Linked DNA regions of Mus musculus: region 1 is linked to region 2. Evidence: chromatin contacts called from public promoter capture Hi-C data. All regions are on one chromosome and are shown on one strand. The core of a region is the stretch at or near the end of the contact, and the rest is flanking DNA. Distances in the headings are between cores, read along the strand shown. Region 1 has its middle 24 kb from the start of Gm26047. Region 2 has its middle 140 kb from the start of Gm40217.

The links. Promoter capture Hi-C pulls out the DNA fragments that hold promoters and counts their contacts.
Region 1: a contact with region 2 is called in a promoter capture Hi-C map of the 3T3-L1 cell line, with 3 times the contacts expected there. The contact joins two enhancer-like sites. A contact is called at or near these places in 1 of 39 promoter capture datasets (the 3T3-L1 cell line), 1 of 484 Hi-C or Micro-C datasets (uterus), 1 of 115 datasets of contacts at active chromatin or transcription factors (astrocytes) and 1 of 9 other capture datasets (embryonic stem cells).

Annotation. Positions count from the first base shown.
Region 1 is chr4:106,093,759-106,096,458 of GRCm38.p6, reverse strand. No RefSeq gene overlaps it. Among named protein-coding and RNA genes, the nearest start is that of Gm26047, 24 kb to the left of the region's middle. Within about 2 kb of position 1,423, at least 39 of the 459 cell types and tissues checked have an H3K27ac peak or open chromatin away from gene starts, as enhancers often do.
Region 2 is chr4:105,456,016-105,458,715 of GRCm38.p6, reverse strand. No RefSeq gene overlaps it. Among named protein-coding and RNA genes, the nearest start is that of Gm40217, 140 kb to the right of the region's middle. Within about 2 kb of position 1,370, at least 27 of the 459 cell types and tissues checked have an H3K27ac peak or open chromatin away from gene starts, as enhancers often do.

The DNA.
Region 1 (2,700 bases), core at 174-2,673, 640 kb before region 2:
CCATCCCAGTTCTTGGGTTTTCATGAAAGGAAGCCAAGCTCACACACAGCTCCAGGCATCCCAGCAGGAGAAGAGGTGAGTCATTTACTTGTAGAGGAATTAGGGTCGGTAATGTCCCATTAATCTGGCTTCACCAGGAAATGAGCTGTGTCACCTAAGTACATTTTCCAATAACCAAAGCTTACCCTTTCATGTGCCAAAACTTGATTTAATCATTTTGCATGGAAGGCCTTCTAAAACTAATTACACGCTCCTTGCCCGTTGCAGTGGGTGAGGCTGCCCATTCTCTAACCTTTTCTTGAGGACACAAGAACCATTAATTCACCAGGCTATAAATTAAGAAAAGTAAGGTGCTATTTGTACGAATAATGCATTTCCTCATCTGTGCTGTGGATTTTGAGTTCTTCTGTCTTCTTTAATAATTGTATTCATTCTCTCCCCTCGACCCCCTGCATTTCTTCATTCTTTGTGGGTATTGTATGACAGCCAGCCAGGAATGGATTCTGGTGTCAGAGCTACATGCAGATTCTGGCTCTACTCTTCTGTCCACTGGGCTCCAGTGTCTTTGTGTGGAGTATGCATCCAAGTGAACTGTCACTGATTGTGTCTGGAAAGTCCAGTTCCCTCCTCACATCATTGGAAAGACCAGATACACAATGAATGTGATGATCCTCTATTGTGACCCTCACCCCTCAGGACTCAAGGCTGCTTAATAATAAGCACTGCTCCCATGGGTAGGTTTGCTTCTTGCTCTGCAGTTTTTCTACATTTTGATCCACAAACCTAATCTACAGAGGGTCCTCTCAGAGCTGCATGGACAAGCTTGCCACTGCCTTATTTGCTCTGTCTCCAGCCTCCAGGCATGTAACCCAAACCCAGATCTAGGGTAGGGATTGGGCACACTTTCCTCATTGTTAGAGGAAGCATCTCAGGTCTTCGGGGGAAGCAAAACGTCTAGAGTCAATCTCACAATCTGTTTCACATGTGGAGGTCCCAGGAGACGCATGCGGTTCTGTAGACTTTGGATCTTTAAAATGCTGGCATGCCACAGTCAAGTCCCACTTTGGATGCTTGCCCCAAGCTTTTCTGTGTTGAAGGAGAGCTGCAAGGGCCTCATTGCTCAACTCTTGGGGAATGGGGAGAAGGTATGTTCTCATTAAACAATTCACAAGCTCTCAGGGCTGCAAATAAAAACCATGACTCCCTCCCATGTTCCTCTTCCCATCCGATCCCCCACTTCCGTTGGCTTAGAAGCACTCCACCCTTCCTACAATGGGTAAAGCATGAACAACAAGTGGAAAATCAGGAGTAAGGGGCATGCTAGTTATTTTGTTAAAAAAAAATTAAGTCCCTAGAGCTAAAGCTAAAGCCACAGACTGACAGGGCAGGGTACGCCCCTGACAGCAACCTCCTGCCAAGGGTATTAGAATGCTGATTCATCTTCTTATGAAACGAAGAGCTCTCTAGAGAGCGGGCAAAGAAGGCAAGGAAAACAAGAGATTGCAAGGAAAAGGAAAGTGGGGAGAACTAAGAGGAGAAACTTATTGCGCAAATACCTAGCATGGGTGTGCACGTACGTGTACAGGTATGCGTATGTGTGCATGTACATGTAAATGCAGTGCTGTTTCATATAATGCAGACAGTTTTCATGGTTCTTATTTCCATCTTGCAAACTAGGAGACCAGTTTGAGAGAGAGTGATGTTTTCAAGTTACCCATTGGCGGATGAAGATTTTTTTCTTGGCAAGCAAAAGGGCGTAGACCTCCACTTCTCCCTCCCCTCCCCTTCCCGTGGTACAGAAAACAAGGGAAAGGAAAATAAGAAGGAAATGCCATGGTGACACATTCTTCAAGCCCTGTATCCCAGGCCACAGGTGTGGAAATTGCCACAACCTTTTCTGCTACAACACTTTACAACTGGTACATCTTGCCTCTTCCTTCCCCCCCCCACCCCCTTTCTTCCTTCTACAAGTGCTGCGTTTTTTGTTTGTTTTGTGTTTTGTTGTTGTTTTTGTTTGTTTGTTTGTTTGTTTTGTTTTTAGTCTCCTTTACTCTCAAAATGGGTGCAACAGTTTGTAGAGTGTTTATGGGCAGAGTTCAAGGAAACAAACCAGGACATTACAGCTTGGTTCTTTGTTTGTAAGTTCTTTTTGTAGCCCGTGCTTACTAAAATTGCAACAAAGTAACTCTGTCATTCTATATTTAGTTTCTGCCTCTTGGGTTTGACGTAGATCTTCCTCATCACTTTATCTCTGTGTCTTAGGAATCTTAGTAGATTAATGCAACCCAAGGATGTGGAAAGTAGAAATGATGTAACAAAAGCAATGAAAAGGGAGACATGCTGAATGGAATCGCACAGTACAAACTCAAGTTGCAAGGCTGTGCTGTTCTAGGCTCTGACATGCCTGCTTTAATGGCAGACTGAGCCATCTTCATGCTGACTGTAAGCTTTAATTCTCAATACAAGGATGTGTATAGAATACAGTGCTTGGGGGTTATAAGGCACGTGCAGGCATGATTCTTACAAGGTTAATTTGTGTTTCCTTGGAAGATTTTTTTTGTTTCTTTCACGTGACTAGCAACACCGAAAAATCCTGGTGTTTTTGTTGTTCTTGTTGTTTGTTTTCTGCTTTGTTTTGTTTTGGCAAGCATTTGTCATCAGAATTCTGTCACTGGCTCTTCATGTTCTCTACACAGTCTG
Region 2 (2,700 bases), core at 121-2,620:
AAGACTCAAAGTCATGTTGCAATGGTCCCCAAGAGCTGTTCTGCGTGTGAGTGGATAGATGGAAGGCTGTGGGTAGATGGTCCACCTGTTGAGCCACACAGAGAATGAGCCACAAAGCAGGGCGATATGATCTCCAATGGTTGAGTTTCTAAGTGTCATCAGAACTTGAGGGATTTTCACCTTTAGAAGTGTAAGGAATCACTTCCCAGTTGACATGTTCTGTGGAGAGCCGTGAGCAATTGCCATCATGAGCCTCCGCTGTGCCTAACTGGTAAACAAGTAATGTGCGCAGGTGCAAGAGTAAATTCGTGCCAAGTCACTGCCCATCCCGGGGCGTGGTGATGAGGCTCTGGGAGAGCAGCCAATCACACGCCACACTAAGGTGTATATAAGCAGCGCCTTTTTGGTGCTTGGGGTATTCCTCTTCATGTTGAAACTGGTGTAATAAAGTTGCTGCAGAAGGATCCAGTTTCTCACGCGTGTGTTCTTGCTGGCGAGACAATAGTATGTGTGAGAATGTTCCATCCTGCTCATCCTGTGGACTAGAGTAGAACGGATATGGAAAGTAAAGCTTACAATTGCTCATCTCACCCTTGTCTTCAGTGTCTTAACCTGTATCTCAGTCTCACTAGGAAATGGCATTTCCTTACATGTCCCAGGTTTCTGCAGGTACTATTTCCTCCCCTGGACTTCCTCATTTTTCTCCTTTATTTTACTAGCTAGTTTCTTCTTGTTCTTTAGTACATGTGACACTGCTTCCTTCCGATGTGACTCACCTCCACCTTCTCAAATCCCACCCCACCTGGATCAGGACCTGTCATGCAACATGTACTTCCCTCACCAGATCCCTTAGCATAAGATACAGCGATTGTCACTTAATATGTCTGTGTTTCCAGCCAACCTGCCAGGACCATCATAGTAGTAAAGCCATGTCAAATTATTATGTTAAATATCAGTGATGTGAATTCATTCTGGAAGACAAGCTGAAATGCCTACAACAAATGCTAAGATTTCACAGGTATAGAATTGTCTCCTGAGATGTGATGGCCCCAGGACACCTAATATTAATTCTGTCTTGCTGTGTCCCACCCCCACTGCTGGACATGTGCTTTGTATTGGCCTTGGTGCCTGCAATTTATGATTCACGCTGAAAGCACATTTGACTCGCTCATCTTTATAGCTCTTCTCCGAGAAAATTACCCAATCTGGCAGTCCTTTTGGCCCCAAGGCTACTTGACAGATCACAATGAGCCAGGCCAGATGGGAGGAGAAAATGAACTCCACCATCAAATTGTCCAATGCCTGAAAAATGTTGGCTTTGAGATAGTGCCGTTCTTTGTATTGCCTATAATCAGAGGGCTGAGTTCTTCACTGGGCCAAGGCAGTCAGGTCTTGGTGTTCCTGGCTGAGCTCAGTCAGTGTCCCACAGTGGAGCTCCCTGCCAGGTGGGCTGTCACAGCTGCGGAATCAGAGAAGTTGTGCAAGAGGAAAAAGAGATTTTTCCAATTCAGCAGAAGGAAAAGCCTCAGAGAATGAGCTCAGCGCAAGTGGGAGTCAAAAACCAAGGCCAAAGGTCCAGAACTCAAGTGCGAATGGCAAGAAGGAGGATCGTGGTGAATACAAACTACAGAAAGAACGTGAGCAGCAAGCGAGAGACAGGGATGACTGTGATGTGGGACACATGAAGACTCCCAGTGCCTTCCCACATCCCGCCACTTCCCACAAAGCTTTCTACAGAGTCAAACTGTACATTGATTTCTTTACAAAGCATTTATCCAGCCTTTGTGCTAAGCATAACTCTTACTTTATTTTTTGTTTTTATCTGCTTATATATGTGCACATGTGTGCATCCATGTGTGTGGCCTAGTATATGTGTGCATTTGTGTTCATGAATCTGGACACATGTGTACCATGATGTACATGAGGACGTCATAGGACAACCTCAGGCTCATCTTCCACTTTTTTTTTATACAGACTCTCTCTTGGGTGTTTTTTGTTTTGTTTTGTTGTTTGTTTGTTTCCTGATGGATATACCAGGTTGCCTGGTCCATAAACTTTAGTGTATTCTCCTGTTTCTACCTCCCAACTCCCCTCAGGAGCACTGTGACGGGATGTATGCATGCCCAGTATCTAGCTTTATTTATGGGAATTAGAACTTAGTTCCTCAGTCACGTGTAGCTAGTGCTTTTCCTGGTGTACCATCTCCCCAACCTCTAGTACAACTACCCCACACCCTACGGTTATTCTCATTCTAGAAATGAGGAAACTGAATTTCAAAGAGACTCACAAGGGGTCAAGGTAGCAGTGGTGCCTAGGACCATCTGGTCTAAAGGCTCTGGTATGAGGTCCCCAAGTATAAACAAGCCGACCTGCTGAAAGTCACTCCCAGAAAAGGCAAATTCCAAAGAAGACTCTGAGTCCAGACAAGCTGTTTGGAAAAAGTGGAAACCAGCAAAGCTAAGAGATGTTAAGGTCAACTGAGTCCCTTGGAAAGGATATTCTCTAGCCTTTTGAGCTGCCTACAGGCTATGTGGTGAGCTCCAGATCCCCAGCTTTTGTGAGGGGTCAGAGGCACTGACCTCAGGAAGACTGTGCCCCTCCAGCAACACTGGGAGGAAAGATGGTCTGCGATGGGAGAGATAGAAACCTTAATTACTTCCTGGTGCAAATCTGAAGAGGATGAAGTCTTGGGCACTAGTT